Linked DNA regions of Sus scrofa: all the other regions are linked to region 2. The links are chromatin contacts, called in public targeted proximity ligation maps. All regions are on one chromosome and are shown on one strand. The core of a region is the stretch at or near the end of the contact, and the rest is flanking DNA. Distances in the headings are between cores, read along the strand shown.

The links.
Region 1: a contact with region 2 is called in a targeted proximity ligation map of alveolar macrophages. A contact is called at or near these places in 2 of 47 Hi-C or Micro-C datasets (embryonic fibroblasts and fibroblasts) and 1 of 2 datasets of targeted methods (alveolar macrophages).
Region 3: a contact with region 2 is called in a targeted proximity ligation map of alveolar macrophages. A contact is called at or near these places in 2 of 47 Hi-C or Micro-C datasets (embryonic fibroblasts and liver) and 1 of 2 datasets of targeted methods (alveolar macrophages).

What each region holds. Positions count from the first base shown.
Region 1 is chr3:102,338,447-102,341,468 of Sscrofa11.1, reverse strand. No RefSeq gene overlaps it. Among named protein-coding and RNA genes, the nearest start is that of RMDN2, 33 kb to the right of the region's middle.
Region 2 is chr3:102,610,348-102,613,457 of Sscrofa11.1, reverse strand. No RefSeq gene overlaps it. Among named protein-coding and RNA genes, the nearest start is that of CDC42EP3, 73 kb to the right of the region's middle.
Region 3 is chr3:102,310,878-102,313,914 of Sscrofa11.1, reverse strand. No RefSeq gene overlaps it. Among named protein-coding and RNA genes, the nearest start is that of RMDN2, 5.0 kb to the right of the region's middle.

The DNA of each region.
Region 1 (3,022 bases), core at 94-2,593, 270 kb after region 2:
AATACACATATAATAGAAGCCAACTAGTGCAGTGGACATTTCTCATTCTTTTCAGCTGCCCAGAATCCACTATTTTAGAAGAAGCTTACAACCTGACTAGCCATAAATTTCATCATTTTAATTTGTACTTCCTTGATTGTTAACAATGCCAAACATTTAACAAACTCATAGACTATTTTTTCTTTTGTGAATTATTTGCTCTTGGTCAATTTTTAATTGGAAATCCACCTTTTCCTTATTTATTTGTAGGAACTATTTATATATTAGAGATATGAAAATTTATTGTATACTTGCAAAGTCTTCCTAATTTTCCATTTGCTTTTAAAGATAGTTTATCTTTAATTTTTAACATGTTAGACTTTTTTGAGAAGCTGGTTCTGTGCTATGTATTTAAAAAATTTCTACTGGATATAGGACCTTTTTATTATATTTGGAATTTGTTACTGCTCAAACAAGGTAGTAATACATGTATATTTATTTTCTGAGTATTTTCTGAAACCTCTTTTATGTTATTTTCTTTTCCACAGATTCTCTTTGGTTTGTGGTGTAGACAGTCATACCATTTGAAAATAATCATTTTCATCCTCCTTTTTTCTACACCTCCCCCATTCTATTTAGGTGGCTAGAACCTCCCCCTCATTGTTAAAATAGCATCAAGATGGCCAACTTCTTACAGTCTTTGTGACCTTTAACATGACAGGCCCTATTTTTCCACTATTGCACATGCTATAGAGTGTTGGGCCTACATTAATGTTCTATCACTTATAAAGAAGTAATCTTTTTTTTTTAAAAAAAAAAAAGAGTTCTTCTTTAGCTCAGTGAGCATGAAACACCTATTTGACATCCCAGAGGGGATGCAGAGTTGGCAGTTGGCTATTAGAATCTGGAGTCCAGGGCAAAGCCAGAGCTGGAAGCATGTGGGATTCCTCAGTACACAGAGGGACTTTATCATCATGACACTCAGGAGTGAGTGTGGCTGGAGGAGAGGGGCCTCAGGAGGGAGCTCTGGGGAGCTCAGGATGACAGGATGGAGAGATTACAAAGAGGAAGAGGATGTAGCAAGGGAATTACAAAATAGGAAGAAAACCCAGCCTACTGTGTCCTGGGAGCCAAGGAAAGAAAAAGATTCCACAGTGACCCTAGGAGGCTTCCAGAGGATGCTTGTATTCAGCAGGCAGAGAGACCGAGGCTCAGAGGGGCCTGGCCTCCCTGTTTCAGGGCTCAGCCCCATACCTCTTCCAGGAGAGGAAGCCCTGAGTCCAGAACATGCTTTGCTCTGCACAGGACAGACAGCAGTGTGGCCACACACAGGCCCGGCCCCTTTCTCTGTGAAAAGAGCCCATTGTAACTTCCTTAAGAAGGAAACACCTCCATCACTGAAGGAACACTATTCGCTTCCTGTTAGAACAGCCTGACTTAGAATCAAGCTCAGTGCCAGCCCCACGCCCATAGGGAGCAATGAAGGAAAGAGGGGGAAGGAGCAGGCAGACGCGTGCTTCAGGGCTGGGTTTGCAGGAGAGCTTGGTGCGCACGGGGGCTGCAGGCTGCAAACCCAGCCTCGCTCAATTGGAAACTCTCCTCTCCCCTCCATAGGTCTGTCCTCTCAAAGGCCTGAGAAGTGACATAAAGGCAGGCAGTCTGGCTGCTTAGTGGCTGCAGTAGGTTAACCCTTAGATGCCTGCCAGACCTTTGGAGGAAGGCCAACACCAGTCATTCTTTCACTTATTCAGCAACTCTTTGCTGAGTACCTACTTTGTGCTAGACTTGAGCTGTGCATGGAGACACCTCGGTCAAAAAGACAGACGTGTTTCACACACACACACAGACACCTCACCCTGCCTCAAACTTAGAGTCTAGTGGGAGAAATTAAACAAACCACACAAATGCCACTAAAATCACAAATTCCATAGGCCTATAAGGGAATGTTCCTGGGGGCATAGGATGGTGCCCCTGATGGAGGCCAGGAGGGAATTCCTGCCTGAGAATGTGATAGGATCTGTAAAAGCAGGAGGGAGGGGGCAGGGGACGGGACTCTGCCCCCTGTGCTTTTAGAAGCTGGCCAGTGAGTTATGTCAGGACGATGATGCTTTAGATCCCCAAAGCCCAGATCAAATAGCAGAGCATGGAAACAGGGCAGTTGCTCCTGTCCTGAATGGAGAAACTGCCTGAGGCTGCCTAGAGCTCCTGGTGTGGAGGGTTTCGTCCCTTGGGGCACCAACTTGGGGACCAGTAGCCACTGCCGTGAGACATCCAGGGTTCCTAAGGCAGAAAGGACAACACTTACCATCATCAGCAGAAATGTGTTTTTAAAAAATCATCAGAATCTTTTGTTTAAAAAAAGAGCAGAGGATCTTTTTTTTCTATTTTAGCTCTATGTTTAAGTTTTTGAGGAAACTCCATGCTGTTCTCCATAGTGACTGCACCAATTCACATTCCCACCAACATGTCACAGGATTCCCTTTCTCTACAATCTCACCAACACTTGCGATCTTTTGGGTTTTTTGATAATAGCCACCTTGACAAGTGGGGGGTAATATCTCTTTGTGGGTTTTGTTTGCATTTCCCTGATGATTAGAAATGCTTAAGCACCCTTCGGCCATTTGAATTTCTTCTCTTGATAAGTATATATATATATATATAGAGAGAGAGTATATATATATATATAAGTATATATATATAAGTATATATATATATATATATATATATATAGAGAGAGAGAGAGAGAGAGAAAGAGAGAGAGAGAAGATATTTCAATAAACTTTTTTTTTTAAAAAAAAAAAAAAAGGAGAGGCGTTCTCTTGTGGTGCGGTATAGCACTCCGGATGGATACTGTGATGCAGGTTTGATTCCTGGCCCTGGAACTTCCACAAGCTGTGGGCATGGTCAAAAAAAAAAAGGGAGTTCCCACCATGGCTCAATGGTTAACGAATCTGACTAGCATCCATGAGGACCCAGGTTCGATCCCTGGCCTCTCTCAGTGGGTTAAGGATCCGGTGTTGCTGTGAGCTGTGGTGTAGGTCAC
Region 2 (3,110 bases), core at 403-2,902:
GCCTTAATACAATACAGGTCTATAGGGACCCATAGAGTTTTCAAAGCAAGCCCCAGTGTGTTTCCACTAGTGATGTTCATTTCTTTAAGGAATGTGGTTTGTCCTTAGTGACTCATAGCCACGACTTTTACTGATTCTTTTTTGAAGTGTCAGATGTGGTGAGTTGCCTGGGTCTAGAAAGAGTTTGGTACATAGGTTTGAGCTTCATAGGCTATTTCTCATGGGAAAGTCATTTGATGAGACTGAAGATGAAAGATTGCCCCGTCAGCTGTTTTAGGCCATACACAGATGGAATGAAGTAGGGAAGTCAGGGTGTGTGCATTTGTCATAATATTGAGTCCAGATAATTTAATATTAATTTCCTGTCTTATAGTTGGTGGAGAATAGGGAGTGGTAAGGTCAAAGGTGATCAGAAATCCTAAAGTATTTGTTAGTTCTGATAGTATAACCATTAACCCAACAAATTACTTGGGTTACTGTATTTAGTGTGTCCTTATAGACTTTGGAAAGGAGGCAGAAGAGAGACAGAGACAGAGAGACAGAAAAAAACAGATTCAGTGTTTCTGGCTACCCAAAAATAAAATCTCTATGGGGTAGACAAATAAGATTTGACTGGGGTAATTCATCTTTTATGTTTCAAGCCAAAGTGAACAGAATCCATAGACTTAGTGGCTGCAACTAAACAGGATTTGTGTGTATGTTTTTTAAAAATTAATTTCCTAAACTTTGGACCCCATCGTTGGAAGGAATTTTCAGAGACTTAATCTTTTCCCTGACCCCCTCTTAGGTAACTCAGTCACAACTGGCTGTTGACTATTTACTTTTTTTTTTATTTCCTAGGTGTTTTTCATTTTAGTAATTAAAATGAGGTTGGATAGATTACTTGGAAACGTTAAAATAGAACAATGATCATTCTAAATTGTAGCAATTGCTTGATTAAGCACGGATTGAAGATTTTGTGGTACGTTCGACTCATTCATATTTATTTCTCCTGGTTTCCCCCCCCCCCAACTTTGACTATTTTACTAGTTATGAAAATAAAGAGGGAAACAAACAAACAAAAAAATAGAAGTGAACCCATTCTGCATTGCCAAATGATCTGGTGGTTTGGGTGGGTAAACAAGGGACTTGAAAAGGCGAAATAATGCATCCATATTAGTGATAATGAACACACAGACACACACACAGACACACACACACACACTCACCCTTAAATCTCCAGTTAGGACAGACCTTGCCCTAACATCTCAGCACCTCCTTGGCTTTTCATATTTACTTTTAATTCATTCAAGATACTTTGCCGTTTCCAGTCTGCTAAGGCTTGGTATGTCCCTTGGGAAAGTAAATGACAAAAGACCACATGACTGTGGAGGGTAAACACTGCTGAAGGCTGCAGCTGCTGCTTAAAGGGTAATGTGCGGGCTGGTTAGAAGACAAGGCAGTATGTGGAGGAGAGGTTAGAGTAAGAAGAAACAAATTCTGCTCCTTCCCATTGCCTACATTTAGGTCTTCCAGGAAGCAGACACTAGGACAGAATTAGAAATGCATGACTTTTTTGAGGGGGAGGTGGAGGGAAGAGGCAGGGGAGGGAAGAGGAGACAGTGGGGAGGGCCTCAGGTCATGATGCAAATGTGACATATGAAGGCAGAGCAGGAAGGAAGAAGAATTGCGTGGTTAGAGCTTCGGACTGTGGGGCAACTCTGAGAAAGTCTTGGCTAGTTTATGGGGAGCCCTAAAGTAACAGATCCCACTAGAGAAATTCCTCCATTGGGTAGGAATGCCTGGCTTTAGTCTGCCTCCTACCCCACAGTTTATCATTGGCTAGGAGCTGCTCTGGAAACCGTGGGCTTGATATGAATGCTACAATGGATTTCAGAGCTTTGCAAATTGAAGCCAGACAGTTTAATACACTTCTCACTTAAAAATCTCTCTTAAAGGGAGATCTGAGCAGCACCTCTCATGGCTGCCATACCCATGACTCACATTAGTGTCAAAGGTCAAAAGAGGCAAAGACAGTTGAATCTAGTCTTGGATATATGCACCCTGCTATTGTCTCCCCACCTCCCTACTTTCCCTGCCCACTATAGACAATTACAGGAACCAAAAAATTAAGTTACAGTGCTAAGACTTTTCTTTCATCTCCCAAAATTCTAAGACATCTTGCAAAAGTTAGCTTGACCCAGTTCAGTTTCTTCCAGCTATGATATGTGGTCCAAAATCTATCTCTAACAATCTGCAGCATGCTGACTCAACTTGACAGAGACAGAAGCCTCTTGGCAGAAAGGAGTACTATCTCACTTCTCAGATCTGTATGGAAAGGGAAATTGATTCACTGATATTTTCATTCCTTTTTTTTTTTTTTTTTTTTTTTTTGGTGGCGCTGCTTTTAAGTGCTGGAGAATGTTGGTTTTTTATGACTCAAAAGCATAGTTTGTTTTTTTTTTGAAGGTGAAGCGTTAGTTTTAAGAATGGAAGAGAGTTAATCTCTCCTTGTTTCACAGTTTAAGTATGAAAATTGATTACACAGAGCAGGTGGTCCAGAATATTACAGTGAGGGAGCAGGACAGGAGTGCAAGTAAATCACAAGCCAAAAGGTAGTTTCTGAACACCACTCCTTAGGTAAATGCAGCTTTGCAAGGAGCCTTTCAGAATTAGGCTTCTTAAGTTCAGTTGAATCTGCTCATTTATTTTGACCAACATGTTCCCAGCTCCTTCTCATATTTTGTGTCTCTAGGTCTAGATAATAAGATTATCTTCACATGAGCGATAAATCGGAGGCTGACAAGTCACAGGCTCAAAGGGACATGAAATTTTACCTTCAGATTAACAAGGTCTCTCCCATAGTTTCAGCTTTTCCAGATGCAAATTCCAGAGATACTCCATAGGCAACCTCTCTGGCTATAGCACATGCAGGCATCCAAGGAACAGGTGATGCAGTTGATGCAAGAAAGATGGCTAAGCTTAAGCAGAGAAGGGATGGTGGAAGTGGGTGTTAGTGGAGGTTGGAAACCTTTGCAGGGAATCTATTCTATATGTTAGGCTTCCTGCTGCTCCTCTAAGCCGAGCTCCCTGGGGAAGTGATATCTAGAAAATAAAGGAGAGACAAAATT
Region 3 (3,037 bases), core at 360-2,859, 300 kb after region 2:
AGTATCCCAGTCTTTCAGTTTGTCTTCTTAGTTACAAGTGCTACCTAAAAGATTTAGTGGGCCTTGCAAAGCAGAAACCAGTGACACTAAAATATTTTAAGTATACATATATTTTGAAAGCATTCCAAACCCTGGATAGTATAATTCTGACAAGAAAAGTACTTTGATAAACAGAGCTGGCTTTAGGCAATATTTACGTATATGAGTTGATGTCAACATTTCTATCTAATTGCAGAAATTTCATTTCTCCCTTTTCAGCTTCCCTATAATTCCATGTTCCATGACCAATGGGACTTTGTCCCTTTAAGCTACCTTACTTGGAGTGAGCCAATTAAAACGATTTTTTTAAAGCATTCACATAGACTGGTCACATATGTGCAAAGTTGCCAAAGCTTCTGGTTGAAAAATGGAAAAATTCAGATACCTAGGTATTTTAATTTATCCATCAATCTATTTATTCATTCAAGTATTATATTACTGAACACCAAGTACTGACGGTAGAAAAATGAATAAAACATGGCCCCTGCTTTTAAGATGTGTTGCCCAAAACTTAGAAATTATAAATTTATATCATTATCTTTCAATGCTAGGACTTTACCTATCAAGCCTACCCAGGCATTGTTTAATTCTCTAGGAAAATGTCCTTACATATTAATTTACTCGTGGGTCCAGGCTTGGGATGCTGCTAAATACCTCACAACAGAGAATTCTCTCTGCAACAAATAATTCTCCAGTTCAAAAAAATCAATAGTACCGTAGTTGAGAAACTCTCTAAAGAGATGAAAAGCCACTATCTGGGGAAATCAGGAGACCTTGTCCTCAGGGAGAGCAGTTTCAGTGCAATTTTAGTGGTTTCTGCAGTGAGCTGATAAGTGGGTAAGGAGCCAGGAAGCAAAGCTTGTGAGTGGAAATTTTTCTCTTAAATTTTTTGATAGTGATGGATGTGAGATATGGTAGTACCACGAGAGGTGGCAGACAGTGTTTTTAGAAGGATAACAGGTGGTACCAAAATATTTTAAAGTGTTTGGATCAACTGAAAATTTCACTTTTTGAAGCCATAACCTAAGCCACAGTAGCAATATATTATTTTGATGAAAGATCTTTACAGGTTCTACTTCTTAAAAAAAGGAGAAATAATGATACCTAATTATGGTCTCCATAGTTGCAAACATTTAGCAGAAGAAAATAATGGAAAGTGCCTTTGTGTCTAAAGTTGGATTTTCAAAATTAAATGCTTTATGAAAAAATTTTGAAGCTATTATCACTCTGTAAAATTTCTGTATGTAAATAATGAAATTATTCAAATTTAGTTTGTTGACATTTTTTTCATTTATGAAATACAAACACTTCCTGATTTGTGTTTCCTGTACCACGAGTGCCTAGCCAGTAATTATGTCCAGAAGAAAAGTTCCTCCCAGGACCCTTCTGTTTGAGAAATAGGAGGTTTCTATTACTAAGAGAAGGAACATTACTGTCAGAATTGCCTTTTTGTTTGTTTGTTTTAAGGAGCAGTGAAAGGGTTATTTTGTTTCATGTGGGGAAGTCAAAGAGCCCTATGGCTGAATGGGTAGTTCACTTATTGCTAGAAACCTGGCAGAGGCTGGTAAGTAGACGTCATTGCTAGAGCATGGGTCTCTCTTTCCATTGGACAGTTAGTTATTAGCTGCAGCAGCTGGTGAGGTCAAGGTTACTTTTTTTTTTTTTTAAGTGGAAGCAGCCAAGGCCATAGCAATGGATAGAGATTTACTGACATCAGCAGTTCTGAGTTAGAATTCATCTGAAAACCATAGAGCATATTATCATATGGCTTATGAAGGATTTTATGGAGTTATTTAGGAAACAAACCACACTTTATATATGATTAATTTCATAGTAAGATATATTCCTAGTTCTAAAAAAAATTAAACTACAATTTTGTTGTTGTTGTTGTTTCTGCAGCATGTGAAAGTTCCCTGGCCAGGAATCCAACCCAAGCCATAGCCGTGGCAGTGCCAGATCCTTAACTCACTGAGCTGTCAGGAAACTCCAACAATTATTTTTGGTAACAATACAAATGGTTTAGTCACTTGCTTTATGAGCTTTCTTCTAAAATTATTACAGTGGCAAATTTAATCTTTTTCTAGATTCACTTCTCTGAATGAGGGTCTAAATATATGTCTTAATTTTAAGATAAGACTACAACTTTAATAAACTGGAAAAAGTTTTAACAGTGGCACATTAATTAATGTGTCTTTATTGCATCAGGACAGTGATTGTCTCTATATTGATTTGCATACTATTGAATCTCCTGAAAGAGATATTGATCCTAAAGGGAAAAAATTTTTTTCATTGGATAGTCTGAGGATACTGGGTCTGGGAAATGGCCAACCCCAATTTTTCCTTGGAGAAACTTCACAAGATTGACTTACTACCCAAGTCCTAAATGCAATCTTCTGTTCTAATTTTTTTGCTTGTAATTAAAACTATTCAGAGTTCCCGTCTTGGCGCAGTGGAAATGAATCTGACTAGGAACCATGAGGTTGCGGGTTCAATCCCTGGCCTCACTCAGTGGGTTAAGGATCCGGCATTGCCGTGAGCTGTGGTGTAGGTCACAGATGCAGCTCAGATCTGGCGTTGCTGTGGCTCTGGCATAGGCCGGCAGCTGTAACTCTGATTGGACCCCTAGCTTGAGAACCTCCATATGCTGTGGATGCAGACCTAAAATGACAAAAAGACAAAAAAAAAAAAACAAAAAAACAAAAAAAAACAAACTATTCAGTTATTTTAACTCAGTTGTATATACATATGCGGTAACAATATTTTGTCTAACTGACAAACATTTGCCATTTTTTTCAATCTACCACAAACAATGAAACTGACCTTGGCTTATGAAATTAACATATATACTGTCAAGGATGTCTCTGAAGGTTTTCTCGCAAGATAAATGAAGAGTGCAGAAGGGAGCGGCAAAGTGATTTTTGCTTTGAATTTGTTGAGTTCCATTTTAGAGTGTATCCAAAACTGTTCTTTGAACAAGTTAACTATAGAAACTCAGTGT